2 separate regions of the Salmo salar genome follow, and region 2 is linked to region 1. Evidence: chromatin contacts called from public Hi-C data. All regions are on one chromosome and are shown on one strand. The core of a region is the stretch at or near the end of the contact, and the rest is flanking DNA. Distances in the headings are between cores, read along the strand shown. Region 1 holds the start of LOC106577590 (histone H2A.Z). Region 2 overlaps focad (focadhesin).

Evidence for each region. A called contact is a pair of places that touch in the nucleus more often than the background predicts.
Region 2: a contact with region 1 is called in a Hi-C map of muscle, with 4 times the contacts expected there. The contact joins the enhancer-like site here to the promoter of LOC106577590 in region 1. A contact is called at or near these places in 3 of 3 Hi-C or Micro-C datasets (blood, gill and muscle).

What each region holds. Positions count from the first base shown.
Region 1 is chrssa18:59,563,257-59,571,197 of Ssal_v3.1, forward strand. It overlaps LOC106577590 (histone H2A.Z), which reads left to right and starts at 5,143. Exons shown (of 5, transcript XM_014155778.2): 1 at 5,143-5,302; 2 at 5,581-5,658; 3 at 5,943-6,056; 4 at 6,184-6,313; 5 at 6,419-6,746. The coding sequence starts at 5,300. The coding sequence ends at 6,480.
Region 2 is chrssa18:59,646,578-59,654,518 of Ssal_v3.1, forward strand. It overlaps focad (focadhesin), which reads left to right. Exons shown (of 43, transcript XM_014155781.2): 6 at 6,048-6,149; 7 at 6,467-6,710; 8 at 6,884-7,084; 9 at 7,662-7,749. Among protein-coding and RNA genes, the nearest start is that of mllt3, 21 kb to the left of the region's middle. Within about 2 kb of position 5,269, at least 1 of the 13 cell types and tissues checked has an H3K27ac peak or open chromatin away from gene starts, as enhancers often do.

The DNA of each region.
Region 1 (7,941 bases), core at 3,893-6,392:
AGGGAACTCAGTGTGCCCGGGCGCTTTGCTGCACAGTCCCAATGGAGCCGGGTCAGAGAGCTTTTGCCTAACAGAAATAAACAGGCTGATGGTTGAATGGATGGGTTTGGCTATTGCTACACAATACCTTCCTTACCTAACGATGGAAGCTATTGGCATCAGAGCCATTGTGTGGTTAGGGTGCAAAATGGGTAGCTATTCAGACCCTGTTCAGAGGTGTGCAGGCAGTTCTCAATAGTCCCAACCCCCTCCCCTGTCTGTCACAACCAGTGGCTTATTTGAAGTGAATGTGCCTAGGACATTGGTGCATTACTGCATTACAATGGTCGGAGGAATGGTTGAATGCTTGATCGTTGGAGAGTGCATGAGAAAATGTAGGTATCTCTATTAGTATACCATAACTTCATTTACATTACATTTTAGTCATTTCGCAGATGCTCTTATCCAGAGCGACTTACAGTTTGTGTATTCATCTTAAGATAGCTAGGTAGGCTAACCACATTTCACAGTCATAGTAAGTACATTTTTCCTCAATAAAGTAGATATCAGCAAAGAGATCTAGTAAATCAGCTTAACCTATTTTAGGCTTAGCTACTAACACAATTTTAACCCCAAACCCTACGTTCAACTTGCCAATGGCCTAGTTGTTCATAGAATAAGAGCGTCTGGATAAGAGCGTCTGCTAAATGACTAAAATGTAAAATGTAAATGTAAAGGAGGGGATCTTTTGCCATAAACATTCCCTTTATTTGAGATATGCATTGTTGAGAAATTGGTATTTAAATGGATATCATGTAGCCCGTTATCCTCTCAGTTGCCCTATTTCAGTTGACTGTCTGTATGGTAATTAATCGTGCTTTTTTCCCCCTCAAGGAATCAATTGAATATCACGGAATCATAATCCCATTTTTGTTTCATAATGCCATTTTTCACACTACATTCATTTGAAGAAACTTGAACATGCAGATATTTGGTTGATTGAACAAAACATTTGTAGCTATTTAATTTCAATAAAATTGTTAGGTCCACACACAGGAGAAACAGACGTTATGTAATTCTCTATAAAGTTTGCTAATTTCAAATTAACCTCTCCATTTTCGGAGGATGCCGCTTTCAAAACAGAGGTGACACTGTCTGTTCTTTTGAGCTTTGATTCGGAGTCTTTACCTGACAAAATTATTGGCACCCCTGACTGGCAACGCACAAACAATACTTAAAAATATATAAACAATATAATTATAGAGATAAACTCAAAATACCAACATGCGAGAAATACTGTACTTTATTAATGTTTCAATGGAACCCACCAAAATCATACAATTATTGAATACAAAATACATTTCACCAACATCAAGGTTTCATCATTATTGGCACTCCTGATTTAGTACTTAGTGCCACCACCTCTGGCAAGGATAACAGCATTGTCAGGGTTGGCTCAAGGAAGCAGGAGAGGTAGAGTCAAGCGCAGGAGACAAGAAATCCGTGAACACACTTTAAATGGGCATCCACTCAGTACGAAACAAGGTAGGGCAGGGCGCATAAAACAAATGCTCCAAAAACCCAGCTCAACACAAAGCAGGGACGCAGCCCACAATAATCTCTGCGAAAAAAATCACAGGCAGGGGGAAACACTCGTTCATCAATCTTAACCAGTGCCTATGGACCTCTGGAATTAAAACAGCCCCAAAACATCACTGACCCACCACCATATTTCACCGTGAGTATGAGGTGCCTCTCCTTGTATGCATTTCTGGTTCGACGCCAATCATGCCGATGCTGTATCTGACCAAAACGTTCAATTTTGGTATCATCTGACCAGAGCACCTTCTTCCAATCATAATTTAAATGACGTTTGGCAAACTCCAAGCGCTTGCGTCTGTGTCTTGGGGTCATTAAGGGCTTTCTTCTGGCAACCCTTCCAAAGAGCCTGTGGTTGTGGAGGTGGCATCTGATGGTGCTTTTTTAAACCTGGTGACCCCAAGACGCCACCAAGGCCTGCAATTCTTTCACAGTGATTCTTGGGGATTTTGTTGCTTCTCTAACGATCCTCCTCCCTATCCTGGGGGGCAAAATGAATTTGTGTCTTCTACCCGTGAGGTTTTCAACTGTTTCATATCTTTTGAATTTTTTAACAATTGCCCTGACAGTGCTCAGTGTTATATTCAATCATTTGTTGATCTTCTTGTAGCCATTACCAGAGTTATGAAGGTCTACGACCATCTGTCCCTTTTGAACTGCCAGTTATTTTCTTTTCTTCATGGCGTTGGATGACAAAGGGATATTGCATGCCTGTTACCTCATTTTTAAACCCTAGTGAAAAGGGAAGTGATGTAATGGCTCAATATAGTTCCTTAACACTTAGATAAACTTAAATAAGTGGAATTTAATTCCTGGTTTAATTTTGGTAGATGCTATTTACAATAATATTTAAGGGTGCCATTAATTGTGAAACCTTGATTTGGAGGACATTGATTTTCAATTAAATCAATAAATTATTTTGTTGGGTTCCATGAAAACATTAATAAAGTACAGTATTTTTCACATGCTGGTTTTTTGAGTTTATCTCTATAATTCTATGGTTTATATTTTTTTAAGTATTGTTTGTGCATTGCCAGTCAGGGGTGCCTGTAATTTTGGAGCCCACTGTATGAGTTATGCTGTTAGAGCTTTTGTGCCGAATACACTGCGGTGTTATAGGTGTCACGTTTATGGGCATGTTGCAGCAGCGTGTAGGAGGGAGAATCCAAAATGCGGGAAGTGTGCAGGAGGACATAGGACAGAGGAATGTGTAGTTTTGGTGGAAAAATGTGTATGTGTCAACTGTAGTGGTGCCCATGTTGTTGGCGATCAGAGGTGTCCGGTGCGAGAGAGGCAGCTTGAGGTGGCCATGGTCAGAGTAGTGCAGAAGATGTCGTATGCTGAGGCAGTGAAGAAAGTAGAGGAGGGTGCAGGGGCGAAAATCTGATATCAACTTTGGAGGGGACAATTACATGAAATTTTCTCAAGAGCAATTCCTGAGGGGGACACCAAAAGTAGTGCTGTAACACATAGCCTACGTTGTAATATGGTAAATGTATATTGAGGAACCAAAGAAATAAGGTGTTTGCCGTACTCCTAACTACAGGTACCCAAAACTACACAACTAATCACAACAGCAATACCATTGCCTTTAACAAATCTTAGTTCAGTCACTAGTTTAAGTTGAGAGTGGGGGTATCCATGGCATTTTCCAATTATGTTCCTATTTTACAAGTAAAAAAAATTGAGAACCTTTCATAATGTTGCCAAACAAAGACTCAACAAACTTACCTGAGACTCCCTGTCTCTGCCAGTCTGTCCCTGCATATCTGTCCACAACTCTGCTGTCTGTGTGCCATCTGTTGCCTGCTCTGCCTAATGACATCATTGTGAAACATTTCCATTAGCATTTCACTTCTTTCTTATGAACATTTTATCAACTAGTCTGAGATATTAGGCTACTAGGGTTCTTACTTTGCGTTTTGGTGTACTGAAAAATACTCTGATGTCCGTCTTTTTTCTGCCATTTTTCTACCTGGCTGGCTACACACACACAGTATGTAGGTTATTTACAGTAGGAGATGGGCTTCTATCATCTTATCTTCTATCATTCTATATGGGCTTCGTTCTAAAAGGTAGCTAGCAAATGTGAAACGGATTGCAGTGACAAGAGTTGACAGCTGTATGAGTTCACCATTTACACAACATATGCTGCAACCTTTTGTAATTTTAATCGTTTGCTTCATATTGGCTGGCTTCCAACAATAGCTGAATTTGCAAAGCTAGCGAGCACCAATTCAGTGGTGTTTGCTATAATCTTTGCTACCCGGGTTAAATAAAGGTGAAATTAAATAAATAAATAAAAGTTCCCTTGCGACAATTTAGCTTTTGCAACGAGACCATTAAATATATTTAAAACAATGGTAGAAGAGAGTGTAGTTCTGTTCAGTTTATCGCTAACCTTATCACAGGGACTTTGAAGCACTAACTTACATGCATGCTGATCTTGGAATAAATTGACGATAGCAAAGATTCCATCTTTGACGACGCCACATAAATGGAATAGGTACTAGCTAGCTTAATAGTTAATATTTGCGCGCTAGCTCTGCAAATTCAGCTAGGGTGTGTGTGAACCCTGGCTCGATTGACTGGATTAACCTCACGTCAGTTACGTGCATTGAGTGTCTTTCAGACAGTAGATACTAACACTCTGTTACATTGACAACTAAGGAACTGGCAGTGGATCAAACCATTGTGAGGCAAAAACGCGCTATCAAGTGTCTATAATCAGCACAATTGCTTTCATTGCGTATTATTAATATTATTTAAATTACATAGTTATGTTTACAGTGATATATTGGGGGGGACAAATCATATTTTTCCCAGGATGGGGGGGTCGTGTCCCCCCCGTCCCCCCTGGGATTTCCGCCCCTGGGAGGGTGGATCATGAGTGAGGGATTCTGAGAGGATCCCTGTGAATAGTAGATCTGTGCCAGAACAGAGGGATAGGCCAAGAAGTGATATATATTTCAGTAAGGTTAGCTTCTTAGCGTTCATAGCAATGGTTTTTTAACTGTACCGCAGAGACAGAAAATAGATGTTGTTGTGGCAGCTGCAGAGAAGTATTTCAGCGTACGAGATTTGAATTCAGAAGAATTACATGGTGTGTTGAGTGGTAGTGTCCTGTATTGGCAGGGGGTAGGATTAAAGTAGTGGAATAAGGTGGTGTGTTTTATTGAGTGTAGGGTTAGTTGGTAGGGTAATATTTGTATTTTCTTACATTTTTCCCTATTCCCGTTTTGTATCACAAACTGTAATGGATGTATACTATAGTTCAGTTGGGGGCGATAATGCAACATATTGGATGCCAACCGCGATTAAACCTCACCGAAGAAGAAGAAGAAGAACAAACTTTCAAAGACTTGGCCTTTATTGGTTGACCTGTCGTGATCTATTACCTGTTTGTTTTTTGCTGATGAAATTATTATGATTATTATAATAACATAAATTGAGAATAAAATAGAAACGACATTATCCAACATCCAGAGAAAAATGACGTGTCACATTTTCCCGCACAGTGAGCACTTTTGCATTGTGATTGGTTAAGCGCTATGACAAAAAATGAATTCGAGAGTTGATTGGCTGACTTCCTCCATGCAAAGTCCCGGATCAAGCTCCCCTTCATAAATTCATGGCAATCTGATGCGGAACTAGTTGTTCAAACTAGACAAGTGCTCGCCGAGGATCTGTGCAGCTGCAAATAGCCAGAACATCATATAAAATGGTATATATATTTTTTTACTCTTCGTTACTAAATCCATCACTTTATTCAACGGGTTTACCGTGAGAATTAGCACGTATTTGTGTTAGCTAGCAAAGGTAATTTTCTTTAGCTAACGTTGGCTAGCTAACTGACGTTAGCAATTTGAAACCCTTGGCATTGGCTGGTTATAATCAAAACCCCAACACGCGCTGTAGAATAAACAGGCTAATTACACACTGCTGTCTTGCAGCAATTGCTTAACACATTAAAATAACCCATACAATAAAACTGTATTTCAGGCTGGTGGGAAGGCAGGAAAAGACTCCGGGAAGACTAAGACAAAGGCCATTTCGCGCTCACAGAGGGCGGGTTTGCAGGTGAGTGCATTCATTCATTGCTTGCTAGCGCCAACGATAAACGTGTGGTAGTGTAGGCTAAATGTGTTAATTTGCGAACGATTTAACCGTCTAACAAATATTGTGGCGGTGAATCTATAATTCAAAACTACACAATTTTCTAAAGATCACACTGTTCGTAACCTGCTAACAATCTGCCAAGTAGGCTGGGGAGTCGCGCAAACCTTCAGTGTAATTTGCTCGCAACTTAATGATGGCTAGTTGGGTAAATAAATGCATATAACGTTTCCCGCCCTGTTTTTCAGTTCCCCGTGGGTCGTATTCACAGACATCTGAAATCCAGAACAACGAGCCATGGTCGAGTTGGCGCGACTGCAGCTGTCTACAGCGCTGCTATTCTTGAATACCTAACTGCTGAGGTAACGCATGTTCAAAACACTCACTTTCTTTTTTTTGCGGTTTATGACACAAAACCATGCAGTGCCATATATGCAATCGCAGTTCACTCGAGTCAGTGATATTGACCTGCAAGCTCTTGAACTTCAGGTTCTGGAGCTGGCAGGAAACGCATCAAAGGATCTGAAGGTCAAGCGTATCACTCCACGTCACTTGCAACTGGCCATTAGAGGCGATGAGGAATTGGATTCTCTCATCAAAGCAACCATTGCTGGTGGTGGTAAGTGCAGCAGTTGTATTGTTTCCCAGTGGTATTGTTATTGTACCACTTCCCTGTTTTATATTTCGTGTTTGAATCCACTGATCATTTGTTTCCCTCTTTCAGGTGTCATCCCTCATATCCATAAGTCACTGATTGGAAAGAAGGGACAGCAAAAGACTGTATAACCCTGCAAACAGTGGTGTGGGGTCATCTCAGGACATTCTGCTTCAATGGTTGAACAATGTTTTGCTTGGTAGAACTTTAGGACTTTTTAAATGTATGAACTTGCATCTACTCATCTGAGGAAAAGTGGCTTCAGAGAAGCTGGTTTTGATTTTTGGCTTTGTTGATACAACTGCAGTTGTGTGCTGTTTTTATTGTGTACATTTTGGCATACCAGTGGCATTTCCATGTTTGAAGTTGTATTTGAATAAAGCGCCACGGTATTGTGCATCTGTTCCTTGTTTATGTCTTTTAGTCAACATTTGTGCCCTATAAATGTGGTGTAGTCTACTACATGTCCCTGACTTGCAATGAGGGAAATGCTATAATTGCATCACCAAGCATGTTTATTCCATGGATGTTAACTTTTCCAGCTCCTTTGACAATATGACTAGGATTGTGGACTGATGCATGTTCATGTGCTGGCACAACCTTGAATGACATCAAATACCTTTTTTTTTTTAAGAGCACCCCGAGGTAGAAGTTTCATAGCCCATTAGTGGGCAATGGGCTGCTGGGATCTGAGCCCATGCCACTCTTCAATGTCCAAATCTTGATGGGACCATTATAAATTAGACATACTTGTTTCTGTAACTTTTGTTTCTGGCCTACAAATTACTTTTGACAAACAACTGTCTGTGCAGCCCTTCACTAATCTTTAAACCTTGTGGCCCTCGAGCTGAAATTATTCCCACCCTGATGTAGCCTCTGTCCAGGTGTTCCTAAAGGAGAAATTGTATGGGTGCACGATTGACATGCTTCAGGCAGTTGGGGCCTGTCACTGCATCAGAATCAGAAAGCTACCTATGCGGGAAAGGCTTTCTTGGTGAGCCTTCACATAGCAGAAATATTGCTGCTGTGAGTGACAAATGCATAATGGAAGCTTTCACTTCAAATATAAAACTTGTCAGTGGGATTTTTGTCTAATTTTTAACATGACTCCTTAAATGACAGCACATTTGTGCCACTCTCTTTACACAAAGCCCACTTTTGTTCTGAGTTTGATACATTGCATCAAACTACATGTTTTCTCAGTGGATTTATCTTTTTTTTGTTAATGTTTAACTGATGAATAGGTTCAGTTAAATTCAGCTCAATGTCTTCTGTCCACTAGGTGTCACTTGCGCCATGGAGTATGACAGTACTACCAGCATTCAGCCGTGGGATACATTTTTTTTCTTAAGCGACTGGTCGGTTGGAACATGATTACAATCTGTAGACTTCAAATTGACTGCAAGAAGCCCAAACAGATATTTGACAAACATTTCGAGCCTTGTTACATTTACGGTCACGTGTGTTATGTATGCGTGGGAACAGATTTCCAAAATAAAAACAACTTGGAGCTAATTTCCTGGTCTTTTATGTCCAACAATTAAAATGATAAATATAACTGGGCTGCTAGTTGGAAACCTGCAATAGCAGTT
Region 2 (7,941 bases), core at 4,019-6,518, 83 kb after region 1:
ACCTAGGTTACCCCATTTGGCTCACAGTAGAAACTTGACCCTTTTCAAATGCAATTATCTTGTTGTCTCCTTGTTTTAGTCAATTACAAAACTACAGTTAATAAACTTACAACATGTATAAAGATTCCTTTTCAACATTGCCAGCTCCAGAGAGTTCACACTACTTAGAAAAACACTATATTGTAGGGCTTCCCTCGTTCCCCTTTTCATGAAGGTGCTAGCAGCCACATGAGTGAGTGCAAGCTAGCTAGCAACCGACTGGAACATTTAAGCTAGCCAAAACCAACGACACAAACTAACAGACGATACAGTTACAAATAGTGAGTGGAGTTACACATGGGCTATACTAAACAAGCCTGAAGCCTCTTCTCACAGGATTTTTGACCTGGTTACATGTACATTGAACAACGCAGCAGCTTTTCGGGATGTTTTTTTTCTCTCATTCTGTATAGCAAAAAAATATTTTACCATGGGGGTGAATGGGAAAGAATGTTTGTTTCCCCCAAGTTGTGGTCAAGGGGAATTTCTTATTACGTGAATATCAACTCAGAGTATGTCTTAGTCTTTTGTACAGCAGTAGAAATGCTGTGATGATATCACAGTAATATGGGAGTACTTTTCCTTCTACTGCAATTATGGGGCTGTAGATCATGTCTGCGTTCCAAATGCCACCCTATTCCTTAGTGCACCACTTTTAACCAGGGCTGGTCAAAAGTAGTGCACTATAGGGTTTAATTTGGGACGCATAGAATTATTTCCCTGTGGAGAAATGCTAGGAAGTTAGTATACCGACCCCTTCCATAGGATTGTCCTCTGGCTGAGCCATCCTGCAGAGAATGATTAATATCTCATTTGGGTAACATCAACCTACTCCGATGGGTTGTTAAGGCCCAGCTCTGATTTAATTTCATAGTGGAGTGATGAACCATGTATCATGACACCTCAGCCGTCACCTAAGGTGTCAGGAATGAGGTGCAGGAGTTGTGGGGGGTAGGGTCGAATCGCGTCATAGTACAAAAGGGCCAGCGTCTACTGCCACTAGATGCTTCAATAGTGATCTGCGCAGCCATATAGTAAGCTGCACCTCGAGTCAGCTAACCAACATACAACTCTCCAAAACGGACATGGCTATTCAGGTTTTGAGAATGAATGGCTGTCAACCACCAAGGGTAGGGGAATCCTTCTGGGGACAAGTCCCGTGTAGCTTAGTTGGTAGAGCATGGCGCTTGCGATACCAGGGTTGTGGGTTCAAAAACGTATGCACTCACTATACTGTAAGTCGCTCTAAATAACAGCGTCTGCTAGATGGCAAAAATGTAATTGTAAGATTTACACAACTCTTAGCTACTGTATATCCAGGGCAGAAATTGATGCTTTTCTCAAAGCCTGTAGAGAGAATCCTCCCCCTCTCCCTCCCCCGTCCTCGTTTTCCCTACCCCAGTCTTTGATGTGGACCTCTGCCAAGATCCTGGGGCCCCGAAATCAGTTACAGAGTAGTGGGTAAAAACGCACAGATACAAGCTAGGCCTATCTTTTCTCTTTCTTTCGCCATCCCTCTTGTTTTCTCACACCATACCTGTATCTCTCTTTCTATACCCCCCCCTTTCTCTACATTTCCCTCAATTTTATTGTTACCTTTTCCCCTTCTTTACATCTCTTCTCCGTCTCACTCCCTGTTATTCCCTGGTGAGAAGATGAATGTGCCTGGGGCAGCAGGGTGGAGCCGCCGGGCCGACAGCCCTGCTCCGCCATTGGTGGATGCGCCTGGCTCTGCTGGGCGATTGTAAATGCTGCGGGATTAATGAAGAATGCCCACTAGGTGCCCATTGTTGACCGTCTGCCCGCCGCTGCCCCGCTCAATCTTCCACATAGACACTAAGCCACTTAACTACCCAGCGGGACCAGAAGGAGGGGGGTTTTCAGGCGGTCCGGTGCGAAAACGAGCGACATTCTCCCAGGATCACGTCCTGGATCTGTCTGTCTGTCACCATAACCTTGTCGGTCCCACCCAACCAGACAGGCTTCAGTTCAGCTGCATCTCCAGGGCGTCTGACGATTTCCGATTCCGACTTGGTGTGGCACTGAAGCTTGTATACATTTCTCCCGGTGAGGCACTGTCGTGTTTCCCTCACCCCAACCCCCATCTCCTTTTGTGTGTTCTGAGTTCATCTGGGAGTCAGCGTAACCTGCACACATTGCCAGACTGGTGGGTTCTTAAAATGACTGTTCAAAGTTAATTGGGCAGTTAAAGTTAGAATCCTTAATTATAACAGTAACAAAGTGTTCTCCCCATCCCTGTTTTGTAAAAAACAACTAAGATGGAGCTGGAGAAATGTAACTGCTCTCAAATTCATAGACAACGCTATGGATGCAAGGACTGACCATCCATTATATCAAAACTATAGTAAAAAAAATTTTTGGAGGCTTATCAGTGTTTCTTTACAAACTTTGGAGTAAAACAAAAGTATATTTTGGGTTCTGATGGGATACAACAGTTGAACTAAACTCATAAGACAAGTATATTTTACGCTACTGCTACTCTCTGTTCATCATATGCATAGTCACTTTAACCATATCTACATGTACCTACTACCTCAATCAGCCCGACTAACCAGTGCCTGTATGTAGCCTTCCTACTGTATATAGCCTCGCTACTGTTATTTTTCACTGTCTTTTTACTGTTTTTATTTCTTTACTTACCAATTGTTCACCTAATACCTTTTTTTGCTCTGTTGGTTAGAGCCTGTAAGTAAGCATTTCACTGTAAGGTCTACACCTGTTGTATTCGGCGCACATGACAAATAAACTTTGATTTGATTTATTCTTCAAGAATCAATGGGTACATATCATTCATTTCTAAGTTAAACATTTATTTTTTTAAATGCTGTATTTAAGGATTCTAGCTTTAAATGGACAGTTTAAAATGAGTGACTTTTTCAGACCTCAACTCGGGTGTCAAACTCATTCCACGGAAGGCCGAGTATCTGCGGGTTTTTGGACATAGACAACCTGGTTAGGGGAGTTCCTTAGTAATTAATGACTTTATTAATCTATCAAGTACAAGGGTGGAGTGAAAACCCGCAGACACTCGGCCGTCTGTGGAATGAGTTTGACACGTGTCCTATCTGGTCTAATGGGGGAGGTGTGTTCGTGTTGCACACCATCTGTTATGTGGGCTAGATCCAGCTGTTTGCCTCAATCACAAATGAATGGAAAAAGATAGGTATATCTAATTTCCAAAGCTTTTCTATTCATTATAACTTCAGCCATATAGCCTGGTATAGTGTATCTACACAACCAATGGCGTGGGATGTGGACTTCAAACCACTTTTAAAATCTGAAGACGACAAACTTTGATTTTAATACCCTGCTACCCTCCAACCCAGCGCCCTTTATTCTGCCACTGCCAATGAACTTGCAGTTCAACAATGGCAAGGTAGCAAGGTCAGTCTTGTCAGCTTCCTGCTCTCTCCATTGTCTGGCTGTGAAAGCAGGTAATGGTGGGTCTGTCTGGCCTGTCTGGAAAGAAAGAAGGCCTGATGGATAGGCTGCATTGAACTGGAGGTTGAGACGAACCACGGGGAACCTGAGGAGAGGGATAGAGAGATAGTCAGACAGATTACGCCATGGGACGTGGAGGGAAGGGGAAGGGGGAAGTAAAGGGAAGGGGGATGCTTTGTTCCGCAAGAGACTGTGGCAGGCAAGCTGGTCAGTCGAGAGAGAGAGAGGGGGAGAGAAAAAGAGGGAGGGAGAGAGAGAGAGACGTCCTTCCTCCGGTGTTGGAGGCACTCAGTGGCGCGTGCAATGATTGACGTGGGGCAGTGGTCAGAATCACGCCTGTCTGTCTGCAGGCAATGTCCCCCTGCCACAAGTGTGTTGTTTTAACCTGGGCCTTTGTCTTGTTCAAAGGCCATGTCCAATCTCTCTTGAAATGTAGACTTCAGGTTGGTTTACTCATTCAGATTCTAAAGAGTGGGATGCTATATCCTCGTTATGTTAATCCACGAATCACTTTTCATAAAAGAGTCTTTGCCCTCTTTCAGCTCCACCGATGTTCAGAGTTTACCCACTTTTCTTTAACCACTAAGACAGTCAACCATTTCCCACTTACAACTACTCTGCCAGAATCAGGACTGGAGTTTCTTTTCTGACGTAATTGAACGTCATTGTGGATTGTTGGGACCAGGAGCACCACGGCCCCTCTGTTCACCAGTCGGCCTGTGGCCAGATCTTAGCCTGGGCACAGTCTGCCTGACGCCAGCCCTGCCCCAACCCCCAGGTGGCAGGGGGAAGACTGGGATGAGGTTCGAGGGCAGGCATTAGCCTCGGAAGAGGCTTCTTTGGCTTTGGTGGTCCCCCTCATAATGTTTTTGTGCCCCCTCTCTTTTGTCGTCCAGTCTGACAGTAGATAAGGCAAGATCATGTTACAATGACAGCCAGGCCATTTAAAGGCATTGACAAGGACTTTGTTGGGTAGAGAGGTTTCCTATGTGAGCTGCTTTCTTGTCGGCCTAAACTCCATTAGCCTTTGCTTGAGGCATAGGACCTTTCTACATTAACCTTTCTGAAGCTTGGGGGTCAGAAGTGGATCCATTGTCCTGGAGGAATCTATGTACACTTTGGCCAGATCAGAAGAAGAACTTGTCTGCCAAGTTACACAGAGCTTTGTAGACTGAAGAAATTTGAAAGCCTCTGGTTATGCACATTTGTAAGGCTCAGCATGACAAAAAAGATCTGTTTAAAGATGGACTGAAAAGTAATAGCCCTATATTAAGACTATTTGGCTTTGTTTCCAACTAAGACAGATTCTTAGCTAATTATTACATCTAAATGTGACTATATATTGTTTGATGGATAGGTCACGTCTCGGTGAAACAATTTTGTGACAAAAGATTAAGCTGCTGACTGATATCTGACCTAATTCAGAGTTCTGTGGTCATTTTAGAATGTTAGTTGTATTTACGCAGCAGTCCAATTCAGGTCTTTTGGCAATTATTTGCATATCTGATACCTATCTAAACTGTATAAACATTAACAACAACAACAACAAAAAAACACATGGAATCTGATCTTTTGACTTCCAATTTATACCACTTCCATATGTGGATCTTAATTCTGATACAAACCCTATCCTCCATATGCGGCCTCTGTCTGGACGCTCAAATCATTTTTTTTTTTTTACTCCGATGTGTTTTTTTATTGCACATGACCTGCCGTTACCATGACAGCCACCAACTTTTTAAGGAACAGGGGCAGGAAATGAGCATTGCATCTGCGTGCTACGTCAGTGTGAATGCGCAAATCTGATATGGGTCAGATGTAAAACTGTGTGGAGGGTCAGAAAGAGATATCGGAAGAACATTTGCCTGAGAAACTCTTAGTCGATGAGGCCCAGATGCATCAGTCAGTCACACCCCTCTTCAAGGCCAGGCTTCTGCTAGACTCACTCATTCAGGGAAAGACTATAAGCACAACGAAGTGGCCATAATATCTACACTATTACCCACTGGCCTGTAATATAATGAAATATCTAAATAAGGGAACAGAATACATGAAACCAAATATCCAAATGATATGTTTTTTTATATATTCATGCGTATTTGTTGCATTAGCTTTCAAACTAAACTCCAGTGGACCGGCACTTTTCACATGGACGTGAAACCTGAAACCTTGATTGCTTTGCATTGGCCTTGTCAGCTAAATGAGACGAAGGAAGACAGATAAACAAATGGGATAATTGATTATGAATGATTGTTTATTTAAGTGTCTTTGCTGCCCAGACATATGGGCTTATAAGACGCTATGGTTGTGTCCCATATGCCTCCCTATTATCTACATAGTGAACTTCATTTGACCAGGGCCCATAGTGTTCTGGTCAAAAGTAGTGAATCACATAAGGAATAGGTTGCCATTTTGGGACGCACACTAATTTTTCTGATTTATTTACAGTGTGTGAGCAAACATAACTCATCTTCACACATTCATAGAGATTGCATACCTACCAGTAGCCCAAAGCAAAGCCAAACAAATAGATGAATATGTTACAGGAGCAGCCCCCATCCATACATCATCGTCTTGGAGAACCGTCCTGACTGCTGGCCCGTTCTGCTGCTGGAGATTGACGACTTCATCCAGCGGGCCGCTGACAGGTTAGCTAAAGGGTTTTCTTCCCTGGCCAGCCCCGGGAACCAACTAGAGGAGAGGCCGAACTGCTCGGCCTTCAAACATGTACAAGTCATCTGGTCGTACAGCTGGAGCGTCCTCCATAACTCATGACATGCTTGTCAGCTAGTTCACCTGTTTGATTTGTGTTCTTCTTCGAGGCGTGATATTATCTACTTTAAATATGCTTTAAAGTTACATTTTACTACATGGATGTGCAAGTTTATGTTTAACATAGATTTCTCCTGTCTGTGTGTGTGTGTGTGTGTGTGTGTGTGTGTGTGCATGCATATAACACGTGTAGGGGTGAGTCTGCGTACGTGACCATGTTGGCCCCCTTCCTGCGCTACCTGTACTGTGAGCCCCAGCGGCTGCCAGAGTACGCCCTGCTCAGACACAGCCTCCTCAGGGTCCTACTACCCCCACAGCCGGGGGATCACAACCAAGAAAAGAAGAAAGACCAGGAAAATGAAGAGGACCCGGGACAGAGCCCTGTGGTATGCCACAGCCTGGTTCGCTGTCTCTACGAGCTAGTTCCTCACATGCAGGTGAGACGAGATTGATTTTCCTTTTTGTTTCTTTGAGGAAACACACCATTTACAGTGTAGACATCAACCTGTGAACCCACTATGGCATAGCACAACACAGCACATGTGAAAGACACAACACAGCAGGTATGGTATGATCATTGACACGGCCTGTGTTATGTCTCCATCTTCAGGTGGACAGTGTGGAGGCAGTGTTGGAGCTGCGGGGCCTAGTCGAGGCCATGATCCCGACCCTGGAGATGGCCGACTGGGGGAGTGAGAGGGCCCGGCTGGCCCTGCAGCTGCTGTGTGCCTGTCAGCTAAGTCTGAAGCTTAGCGGAGACTGCAGACCACTACTCCAACTACTGCACCAGATCCTCCCCACCCGCACAGAGGTGAGCCAGCCGCGCAAGCCAAAGTACACCAGGGCTACATCTCAATAGTTTAAAATGGCTTCCTCACCTTGTCTTATCTCCTTCATCTGCACAGATCAGGAAGCAGTTTGTGTAGGTTCTAATGAGATCAGCCTCTTGCTTCACGCTCTTTCAGACGTTGCGCCGCTGTTTATGGTTATGTTATATTTCTGAGAAGGAAGAATCCCCAGCAAACCGTTTCCTCACAGACAGACACAAAGCACAGCAGCTCTTTAGCTTGTTTGTCTGCCTGTGGCTGTGGAGGTTTGTTAGGATTCTGTCGACAGCTCCCGCTCAGTGTATCCAGATCCACCTCGCTGTGCGATCCTAATCTCCTCAAAGCATTGGTTTGGGAGCACATACAGCTCCAAAGATTCCTCCGGGGGTCGGAGACTGAGAGGGAATCTTTTGAGCTCAGTGTGCTGCGCTTACGATCCCTGCGTTTTCGAGACCCCTCGGGGTTGGGATGTGTGTTTGTGTTGGGGGGGGTAGGAGGGGGTTGTCAGTTTGTATTCTCACTTCCTCGAAAGTGCGTGCGTGTGACTGTGTGTTTTTCCAGGAGTTCCCTGTGGAGGACATGATGGTGGGCTTGGCTCTGCTCCTTCTCGAGGCCTCAGCGTCCCAGCAGACCGGGCTGCTTACACTGGGTATCAACTCTCTCTCTCAGCTTCCTCTCCTTACACAGACTGGTCCCTCTCTTTGTCCCTCTCTCTTCTCCTCTAAACACACCTCTCTCACTCTCTCTCACTCACTCACCTTTCTCGCTCTTTCCTTTTGCCTCTTACTCTCACCTCTGTCTCACTCTTCCACGCTCTTTCCCTCCCCCACACTCGCTTCTC